Linked DNA regions of Mus musculus: region 1 is linked to region 2. The links are chromatin contacts, called in public HiChIP or PLAC-seq maps. All regions are on one chromosome and are shown on one strand. The core of a region is the stretch at or near the end of the contact, and the rest is flanking DNA. Distances in the headings are between cores, read along the strand shown. Region 1 has its middle 12 kb from the start of Gm46406. Region 2 overlaps 2610307P16Rik (RIKEN cDNA 2610307P16 gene).

Region 1 (5,507 bases), core at 2,470-4,969, 87 kb before region 2:
TCACAATTGCTTCAGAGAGTCCCTAAATTGAGAGTTAGCCCTGCGAGTGAGGCTTCTTGTTAGCCTGTATGTCTCAGGCAAGCTAATCCTGTCACTGGGGTAAAAATCTGTTTGGTTACCAACCACAGAACTCAATTTAACTTTTCAAAGGGAAGAATAATGGGCCCAATTCAATGAAATAGGTCTTCTGAGTTTACACCCTCTTCACTGCTCAGCACCAGATAAGTGGGGAGGTATTCTGCTACCTTAAGTCTCTGCCTCCCAACGGAATGAAGGACAAGGAGCACCCAGTTAGCATGCCAATCTGGCCCTGGAGAAACCAGTCTCCCTGCAAGTGCCTCCTAGCTGTGATGGCAAAAGAAAGCTCAATTTGTATATATATCTGCCTTTATTTAAAGGTTTTGCTCATCATTTTTTTTAATATAATAATCTTGAGAGTTAAAAAAAATTACTACATGGGAGCTAAAGATGTAGCTCAGTTGGAGAGCGCTTACACAGAGCCCTGGGTTATAGATCCACGCTACTGCATATGGTAAGGCGTGTCTGTAATCCATAGCACTCAGGAGGGGAAGGCAGGAGGACTAGGAAATCATGATCATCCTGAGCTACGTATGAAGGCAGGCTGGGATGTGTGAGGTCCTGTCTCAAGACAAAATAAAATTGCAAGAGGTTAGTGGTATGTGCCTACAATTCCAGTACGTGGGAGGCTGAGGCAGAAGTATTGCAAGCTAGAAGCCAAGCTAGAGCTACATAAGGAAGCTGCCACCACCCCCACCCCCCAAATTCCATGGGGATGTGGTTATAGCTCAGTGACAGCTTAGCCTGTCTTTAGACTCATGAGTTTAATTCTCCACAGAGCTGGACAGGCCGATTTGCCTACCAGTACACCCAGCACTCAGGAGCCTAAAGCAGGAAGTTTGCCCTAAGTTTGAGGGCTGCATAGGAGTTCTGGGCCAGCCAAGGGTACCTATCAAGATCCTCCCTCAAAAAGTCAAACAAACACAGGCATACACAGACGCACATGCACCTAAGTAGCCTGCCAGGCAGAACAATTGTTTTTTTGTTGTTAGTGTATACAAGGTTTATCTGGGCTTCCAGTAGAGCATGGACATGCTCTGTCTCCACACCTGGAAATTCAGATTTACCACGCTGAGGTGAAATTCAGACCCCTGCATGGCCTTAGTTAAGCACACATGTTTCTAATGCAGGCAAAAACATGTCAGAAATTCATTATCAATGTGTTTGCAAGCCCTTGCTTCAGAGGAGGCTTGTGTTGTGGGTGATACCCACTCCCATTAGGGGCGGAGGAGATTCTGGGGAAATGGCAGATGCCTAGGTTTAGCCACCAAAAGACAGAATTAATGCAATTACTCTCTGTGCTAGTCCAGAGAGAAGGAGAGGGGTATGGGGAAAGCGGGAGTGGGAGGGAGGGAGGGAGAGAGAGAGAGAGAGAGAGAGAGAGAGAGAGAGAGAGGTGCTTCATTTCCAGTCGGCCGCAGAATTTACTTATAATTGTGCAGTGTTTAAAGCAGCACATTTGAACACTCGATGTTTTTACAGACGGCTCACAAATTCAAGGAGTTATTATTACAGATATATTCAGTGTTTTTACAGACATTTAATGTCCCTTGGAACATTACATTCCTTTACAAATCCCCCTTCTGTCAAATTCTCTAATTTAATAGGATTATCCCCTAATGGAATGCTTTAACAATATTTCTCAAGTTAAGGTCTGAGAACCATCTATTTATTATGCAATCCACAAACCATATGCCGACCTTTCGTGAAAATGTTATCTGAAGCTGTCCAGGATGTTCATGTAGAGCTTCAGGCTCGTGTGCACAGTTGCAGGATTATCTTCACCAAGATGGGAGCGACTCAATAGCAGAAGCTCGCTTTCAGAGTTCACGTCGGCGGGTTCTGGGCATTATATGGATTCACTACTTTACTTGACTCTAGCCAGATCATGTGCAAATGTATCCAAGGTCACGGAAGCCAGTGAGCAACAGGAGAATGTGACCTCCTTCATGAATACAAACCAGGGGCAGCATGGAAACATGGCGTTGTGCCCGGTGGTAACTGGCACTCAGTGAACTACTGAGAGCTTAAAGCGTCTCTTCAGATAACTTCCCAGCCAGGTTTGCCAGTGCTTTCCCTGGGGACAGAGGGTCAGGCAACCTTCCAGCTGAGTCCTCTAAGTTCTTGAGAAGGGATGTTGAAGACCACAAGCTTCATCATTCAGCAATGAGCCTCTTGCTGACATTAAGGCTCAGCTGGCAAAGTACTTGTCTACCACGCACAAAGCCTTAGGTTCAATCCCAGTGCCATGTAAAGTCTATGCAGGGCTGTGCACAGCTGTCGTCTCAGCATTCCAGTGGTAGAATCAAGAGTACCAAGTTCAAGATCACCCTTGGATACTCAGTGAGTTCAAGGCCAACTTGGATATAGGAAATAATGTCTCAAAATAAATAAACTAGCAAATTACTAATCAGAATAGATGAGGTGGCTCCATGCATATAAAGGGACTTGCTCCCAAGCCAAATGACTTGTGTTGGATCCTTGGAACCACGTGGCAGAGGAAGAGACGTGACACTCCAAAGTTGTCTTCTGATTTCTACATGTGGACTGTGGCATGTGTGTAGAACCTCCCCCCCCCCCTCAACCCCAGGCACAAGCATACTCACACAAATAAATAAATAAGATATGATAACTTAAAAAAAAAACACCAAAAAAAAAACCCCAAAAAACAACTACACAATCCATATGTGTCTCACAACCCCCACGTCTTTCTAAAGTCGCAAAATCTTCTTGGAAGTTGGTCATGCTTAGATCTATTCGTCCTCTATTCTGTGGATCACTTTTGTGGGTATAAAGGCCCCAGCATCCCTACCTAATGTTTGTGGAACTCAACTTTCGAAAGTGGTTTTGGCTGGCACAGGATGACTCTGATCCTCTTGCTTCAGCAGTGCACAATCATTGGTCCAGCTCAGCTCCATTTCATTGACACACTAGCAGGGAGAAAGGTTCACCTTGTGTTTGGGGTCCTCTTATCTATGTAAAAGATGACAGCTGGTTGGGCAGCTGGTTAGGCCAGTCCTGTGCACAAGGAGAGAAGGGGAAAGAACCGTGCGGATCCTTTAAAGTTAGGGAACAGAAAAGAATGTTGTCCTTGCTTTCTTGTCCCCTGATGTAGAGAGAGGTCTTCATCTTTGACCCCTCTCTATCAGCTTTGTTTCTCAGTAGTTGGATGTCTTTATCCCACCCACCACCTCCACCACCACCACCACCACCCCTACCACCACCCCCACCACCACCACACCCCCCCACCACACCCCCCCCTCCTTTTTTTTTTTTAATTGGCTTGTAGAGAGGAGGGAGGTGGAGGAGGAGTTGAGGGCTCAAAAAGAGAGTCCTGCAATTAGCAGGAAGGTGATGGTGCAGTTTTTACTTTATGTTTGTAAGTTGAGTAAAGTTAAGATGCAAATTGTGATTTTCCTCATACACATCACACACACACACACACACAGACACACAGACACACACACACACACACACACACACACACACCTCAGTCCCTCCCCCTCCTACTGTTCCTGTTCCTTCGGGTGTTTTGGCCCAGTTGGAAGCTGATATTTAAAAGACATTTGATCTGCCTAATGGAAGCGGAAGAAAACAGGGATGACATCAAGGGGATTTCTGAGAAAGAAATTCTGAAACACAAGGGACAAAAGAATGAGTCACCAAGGCAGTCATGAGAACCGGCCTGCTCAGGCCTCAAACAGCTTGTTGTTGTTGTTGTTTTGGTTTTGTTGTTGTTGTTCTTGTTTGTTAGGAGAGATTGACAGTGTCCTGTTCTGGAGCATTTGGGGGTGGGGTCAATGGGGAACCTCTGGCCAGTCTTTCCTCCTGAGAATGCACCTGGGGGTGGGAATGATATTCAGGGATAAGTTCTGAAATGCACCTTTGGAAATATAGGTGGTTGGTACTGGAGGAACTACAAAGGTAAAATCCTGTGACAGAGGCTAGTCTGTGTCCTTCTCACCCCTGTGACAGAAAGGGGCAAGTTCTTTTTCTCAGACTCTGGCCTTCCAGGAGTGTCTGAGTAGCCAAGAGATGACCTAGGGCAAGTCTGGGGTGTGTAAGCAGGGAGGGAGGCAGGGTGTGTGTGACTGGGCAATTTTCCTGCTGGACAATGGGGGAGAGGCCATTGATGAGCAGCCAATTCCTGTTTCCTTCCTGTTTTGTGGGCGGAGGGTATGGGATCAGGAGCAGCTGGGGTCAAGAGGGAAAGGCCACCAAGAGGCTGACCATAGCCTGACATCCTAAGCAAGGAGACAGGTTGAGAGGAACAATATCCACGGACTGGTCCAACTCTTGTCTCACACGTGCTTGTCAGCAAGCATGAGGTCCGGAGTTCGATCCCCAGCGCCACTCCTAGAACACACACACTTACACATACAAATATTTACACACATGGATACACTTACACCATGTACACACAAACACAGATGCACAGACACTCACACACACACACACACACACACATACACACACACACACACCATGCATACACACAGATACACACACACACACACACACACACATAGCATGTCTGAAGAATCTGCAGATCTTGAGTTTCAAAGTAGAAATAGAGACTGCCATGAGAATCTATGCGTTGGAATAGAGACTGCCATGAGAATCTATGCGTTGGAATAGAGACTGCCATGAGAATCTATGCGTTGGTTTATTAAACTTGACATTTGCCTCGGCTTGAGAAGGCCCATTTGAAAACAAGACACAGTTTCACTGAGCATGGTCGTTCTCCATGCTATTTCAGACTTACATTTTCAGTGACCACAGCGTAGGATGAAAATCTCGAATATTTATGGAATTTACTGAGGAGCCCTGTAATCTGTCCTTCTGTCTGAGTCAGTCTGTCTGCTCACTAGGACACAGTCCTACAGGGACTCAGAGTCAAAGTTGGGCAGACTCGGGGCCACTTCTCAGCTCGCACCTTCAGGTTCCTTTCCTGAACTGTTGAAACTGGGCAAACACAAGGACAGAGCTGTTCTGCTTTTTCCTAAACTAAGCCTGGGCAGGTCTGTCACTGCTTCTTTACTCTTTGCCCCTGGGGCATGCTTTAAAGTCCCGCCCCTTCCCCAAGCACGTGGCTCCAAATCAGGTTCAGGTTGTGTAACCTTCCTCCCCATCCTTTCTGGGTCCCTGTGTTTTGTTTACAGTTTCAGCCTTTTAAAAACCTCACTATGTAGGACAAGGCTTCTCCCTCAGATTCCTTTGACTAGTCTCCATGGTTCCTTCTCTAGGCTGGCTCTGTTGTTTTGGTTTTGTTTGGATATTTTTGGTTCTGGTTTTTGTTGGGGGAGGGGGCGTTGCTTGTTGGTTTGTTTGTTTTTGATACAGTGTTTCACTCTATCCCAAGCCAGTCTTGAACTCCTCATAGTATCCCTGCTTCTGTTTTCAGAGGGCTGGAATTACAGGCCTGCACC
Region 2 (5,373 bases), core at 1,624-4,123:
CAAATGCATTTTAATGGCGTGCCATTTGCTTTAAAAAGATGTACCAAAATAGAGAGGGAGTCTGAAAGCAGGGCATTATTTTATAATGGAAGACTAATACGTGGGTAGTTGTGGCTGAAGGAAGAGTGTGTCTAGGGATGAAAATCGACTCTGTGTGGATGGAATCACTCCCATCAGTGGACCGCACGTGCTCTGGGAGAGTCAGCTGAGGTGCCACGGGAGGGGAATTAAGGGGGATTGATGGTGGATGGACACCCAGGGAGGTGTTTTTCTGAGGTGCTAGACTGGGGCAGAGTTAGGACTTCCTCCCTAGGGTGCTCAGAGCACTTTCTAAGACTTTTTGCAGCCCTGTAGGGTTACTACTCTGTCCACCACAAAGGTAGTTCTGGAAGGCCTTGTTTCCTTCAGGGTTTGTATTCTGGACATAAGTGTACACCCTCACATTGAGTGGAAGGGTGGGAGACTGAGATAAATACTGTTCTCAAAGGGGAATGAATATGTACACACACACACACACACACACACACACACAGAGAGAGAGAGAGACACACACACACACACACACACACAGAGAGAGAGAGAGAGAGAGAGAGAGAGAGAGAGAGAGAGAGAGAGAGAATATGAGCCTGAAATCTGCATCCTTGGCTAGCCTTGAACTTGTAATATATCCACCAGGCTGGCCTTTAACTCACAGAAGTTTTCCTGCCCTTGCCTCTTGCATCTTGAGTGCTGGGGCTTACAGGCTTTGTGCTGTGCTACCATGCTCAACTTGAGGCTAAGATAACTTTCTAATGTTGGTCAGGGTTTTTTGGTTTTTGTTTTTAATTTATTTTATTTTATTTTAAGACCCAAGGACCCAAGTTCCCATATAAAGAGTAGAGATTATATACCAGCAATGTTGTTTGATATCATTATACTTTTGGAATTGATTTTTTTTTTAGATTTATCTGAGTTATTTTTAATCATATGTGTATGTGTGTCTGTGTGTGGATTTGTGTGTGTTCGTGTGGGTGCTAGAAGAGTAAGTATTCTTGGAATTGGAGGTATGGGTCCTCTGAACTGTAAAGCCATCTCTCCATTCCCTAGAGTTTTGTTTTTTTTTTTTAAAGGACTTGCATATTGTTTGTGACATTACTAATTTTTCTCATTTCGTAGTTATTTGTTAAGAACAGGGTATCACTGGCTGGCCTGGAACTCAACTCGTGGACCAGGCTAGCTTCAAATTCACTAAAATTCACATGCCTCTGCTTCTTGGGTTATTTTACATATGTGTGTGTGTGTGTGTGTGTATCTATCTATCTATCTATCTATCTATCTATCTATCTATCTATCTATATATCTCTCTGTGTGTGTGTGTGTGTGTGTGTAGGTTGGCCTGTCCTGGAATTAGAGACTATGTATCTAAGTATCCTAGGTTGGCCTTGAACTTTTGGCAGTTCTTCTGCCTCAGCTTGTACCTGGCTGTTTGTGTTCCTTGTGAGAGAGCTTGCACATTGTAGAAATAAAATGTAGCATATTTGCCACATGCATTCTATTTTGTTTGCTACAATTCATCCATGTATGCTTCAAAAATAAAAAAAATTAGTCAGCCTTGGGATTGTGTTATGTCACGGCCCATGGTGAACCATGGGGTTTTGTGTTACATCTGCTGACTAGAAACAGCAGCGCTCTGTTCTATCAAAGGCCTTTTAGGAGACCGACCCCCTTGGCAAGATGGACGAGAGGAAGCTGGAAGGAGAATATGAGGGCTTGATTGTCACATAAAACATGGCATTTCCTGTCGACCTCAAGTCACCATTCATGTCTCTCATGTCTCCTCTTTCATGCTTCAATGGTGGCAGCACTGTTGGGCAGTGTTTCCATACTGTTTCCCTCATGAATGTGAGGGGCAGGTCCTTCCTCCTTCCGGCAGCGGATGCCTCCTTTTGGTTAGTTGCAGCCTTGCATAGACAGGCAGGGTGACGTCTTTTGAGGAATACTGTGTGATTGGCAGTTTTTTGGGCAGGAAGTCTGGAATGAGACTCTTAAAAATTAGAATATGCATGATTAGCTGGGCATGGCCAGGGTATATGTACGTGGGTGCGTGTGTGGTGGGGTGGATTTGTCATGGCAGTTTCCTAAGGAAGGTGTCTTACCTGGAAATACAATCCTGGCTGTCCTTTGACATGGCTCATCTACAGATTAATACAAGATAGGCACTCCAGTGACCCAGAACTAAAGCTTTTTGCCCTGAAGGGAATGCTATCCATCTTTAAGACAGTAACAGGGACTTGCTCTAGTTAGTTCATGTGGCACTGGCTTTATGAATTTACTCCAGCCCTGTCATGAGCTGTGTATGGAAATAGATCACAGCCTTGAATCTCTCCCTCACCTGTAAAAGGTGCTTCCTTTCCACTGAGGTACAGGGCACTCTGACTGACTGAATAGCTGCAGACTTCAAAGCTCATTCATGGAAGGAAAATTAAAAGCCACCGGTCTCCTTCCCAAGCTTCACTTGTCTAAGTTCTTTATCTCACCCACTTCCCCCGCTCCACTGAAAACACAGTTGGTTGTACAGAAGACAGAAAGACCAAAGGGAGCATTCTTAATTAACAGTAGGGAATGGAGGACAGGAGTTAAAGGCAGAGAGGGGAGGGCAAGCTTTAATGCCATTATGAACCTGGCAAGGTGGGCCTGAAGCTCTTGGGCTGGAAGAGGACTTATCATCAGCGGAGAAACACCCTGGGAGGGCATGTCTCCTTCCATGCAAAGCCCCCAAAGCTAGCTTCTCCTCAGAATTCCAGACTTGATTTCAGGGAACTGAAAGGAGTCTTTTGTCCTTGGGCAAACCACACATTCCACAGACCAATTTGCAAAAGCCAGATTTGTGAGTGATGGAGGGCCCATTGAAGGGAAAAAGCCACTTTGTTGGGAGTAGGGCAGAGGTGAAAGGGTGAGCATGACAGATGTCAGTTTTGTGTATTCCAGAGTCCCATTTTCTAGCAGTCTGACCCATAGTAGGCCATGAGCGCCTAATTGTCACATGACTCCTCAGTGGAAGATTCGGGGGGGGGGGGGTACATTTGGAGTCTTACTGTTTTTCTGCACTCTCTGGAGAACTTCCCCAAGGAGGGGATAGTCACCTTCCAGACAGATTTTTTTTTTTAAGAATTATTTATTTATTTTATGTTTATGTAGCTGTCTCCACACACACCGGAATAGGGCATCGGATCCCATTACAGACGGTTATGAGCCACCATGTGGTTGCTGGGAATCGAACTCAGGACCTCTGGAAGAGCAGTCAGTGCTCTTAACCATGGAGCCATCTCTCCAGCCCTCCAGACAGATTTTTTTTTCCACCAGAAAATGCCCAGAGTCTGTTTTCAGTTGTATTTACTTTTGTAGTTTTGTAGTTAAAGGCGTTCTCCAAGTGACTCTGGGAACTGCTGGAAATGAGGAAGTCTAGCAGGGGACCCAGAGGTCATCACTGTCCATGTCTAAGTTAGACAAAGATAGAAAAGTTCGTCTGGGACTCACCACTCCCACTCTCTCTGGGGCTGAAACCACCCATTGGCATCATACGTCTTTTCCTGTATTTTAAAAATATAGCCTATAATTTTGCACACTAAATTTGCCTGTGTTGACTTTGGCATCAGCTTCGTCTCTCTTCCCTGACAGATAGACAGACAGATTGACAATCAGACAGTCTCTCCCCTCTCCCCTCTCTCCCTCTCCTTCCCCCTCCCCTTCCCCTCCAAAGGGCATCCAAAAGGAATCCGAATGTAGAGGTATCCCAGGAAGCATTGCTTCATGATGACCAGTCAGCTCACCCGCTTCCCACTTTGCCCCAGTTCTTCACTTGCTCTAGTGGAGACGACCTTGGCCACCAATGAACACCTGGCTACATTACTGACAGTGTGGAAAGATGGGAGAGGGGACTTGTGGGAAACACTCATTTACAGTTCAGCAGAGGTAGAGCAAGGCCAGCTGTGTGCATGAGACTGTCTCCTGGGTGTGGCGCCTGTCATTAGGAGGAAGGCAGCCCCTTCCTCCTTTCAGGTATACTCAGTGTTGACTTAATCTCAAAGGGACGAGCTCGGGGTGAGGAATAGATCTGTGAGGAGTTTCCTGTTGCTGGGTTTTGTTTTTGTTTTTTCCCCCCATCTGTCCAGGCACTTTGTATGCCCAATTCATTACTACTTTTAGAAACATATAATAACCGAGAAGGAGTTTGCTAATGTACAACTCTGCCTTTGAGGGTATGGAGAACCTGCCCAAGGCCACTTGAAATCTAACAGATGTTCTCTGATCCAAAACAAGTTGTCTCTGTTTAGTGCCTATCAGTTTCAGATGCTGTTGACAATGGCATGCCAGATAAGGGAAGAGGAGAAGAACAGACTTGTAAAGATTTTTTTTAAACTGATGTCTCCCCCCACCCCCTTCCGCTACTGCTGCCCACTGCCTTTGCTACATAACTGGCAAAGCTCCCCACAGAGGTGCACAGCTTTGAGACCTTGCTCCCTCCCAGCTGGTGTCCTGTTTTGGGATGTTGGGGAAATTTTAGGCCACAGTTCCTTGTGAGAGGAAGTGAGTCACTGGGGTCTGGCCTTGAGACTTCAGAGCTCAGCCTGTTTCTGGTCAGCTCTTTGCTTCCTTTTCTGTGTAGATTCGAGGAGTCCCAGCTATATGTCCCTGTCACCTTGGAGGCTGACTGCCATGCCTTCCAGTCCTGATAGAGACTGTATTTCTCAAACCATGAGCCGAAGGAGCCTCTCCTTAAACTGCTCTTGTCAGAAATTTGGTCACTACAATGAAAGAAACTAATGTAAATAAAGTGGTCTCTTTTTACACAGGGCCCTCTCGGGGTTGGGGTGGGGGTGGGGGGTGAAACTAACACTTTTTTTTTTTTTTTTTGATTTAAGAATCAGTCATTTTGGGCTGGGCATTGTTTGCGAATGCCTTTATTCCCAGCACTTGGGAGGCAGAGGCAGGCTGATCTCTGAGTTCCAGGCCAACCTTGTCTACAGAGTGAGTTCCAGGACAGCCAGGACTACACAGAGAAACCCTGTCTCGAAAAACAAAAACAAAATCATTCATTTTTTTATTTGTACTCATGAATTAACCTTTATTTTTGGAAAGCTAAATCTAAAGTTTCTTTAAATCAGTGTAAACAAATGAAGCACTTTTCAGTAGTCACACCTCTTAAATATCTTATTTTTGAGAATTCAAGATTTTAAGCTGCATGATGGTGTCCGACGCCTTTAATCCCAGCACTGGGGAGGTGGAGGGAGGCTGATGGATCTCTGGGAGTTTAAAGACAGCCTGGTCACTTACAGAGTCAGTTCTAAGACAGCCAGGGATACACAGAGTTCTAGCTGGCCTAGGACACAGAGA

What was found. HiChIP or PLAC-seq counts read pairs in DNA pulled down with a chosen protein or histone mark.
Region 1: an H3K27ac HiChIP or PLAC-seq map of bone marrow-derived dendritic cells shows a contact between it and region 2, with 2.8 times the contacts expected there. The contact joins two enhancer-like sites. A contact is called at or near these places in 1 of 15 datasets of contacts at CTCF or cohesin (pro-B cells), 16 of 484 Hi-C or Micro-C datasets (the HPC-7 cell line, LSK cells, the N1E-115 cell line and 11 more) and 6 of 115 datasets of contacts at active chromatin or transcription factors (the SCID.adh cell line, T-cell acute lymphoblastic leukemia, bone marrow-derived dendritic cells and 3 more).

What each region holds. Positions count from the first base shown.
Region 1 is chr13:28,930,158-28,935,664 of GRCm38.p6, reverse strand. No RefSeq gene overlaps it. Among named protein-coding and RNA genes, the nearest start is that of Gm46406, 12 kb to the left of the region's middle. Within about 2 kb of position 3,719, at least 71 of the 459 cell types and tissues checked have an H3K27ac peak or open chromatin away from gene starts, as enhancers often do. A contact at or near this core is called in bone marrow-derived dendritic cells, where this site is marked.
Region 2 is chr13:28,842,226-28,847,598 of GRCm38.p6, reverse strand. All of the region lies in intron 2 of 2610307P16Rik (RIKEN cDNA 2610307P16 gene), which reads left to right. Among named protein-coding and RNA genes, the nearest start is that of 2610307P16Rik, 41 kb to the left of the region's middle. Within about 2 kb of position 2,873, at least 78 of the 459 cell types and tissues checked have an H3K27ac peak or open chromatin away from gene starts, as enhancers often do. A contact at or near this core is called in bone marrow-derived dendritic cells, where this site is marked.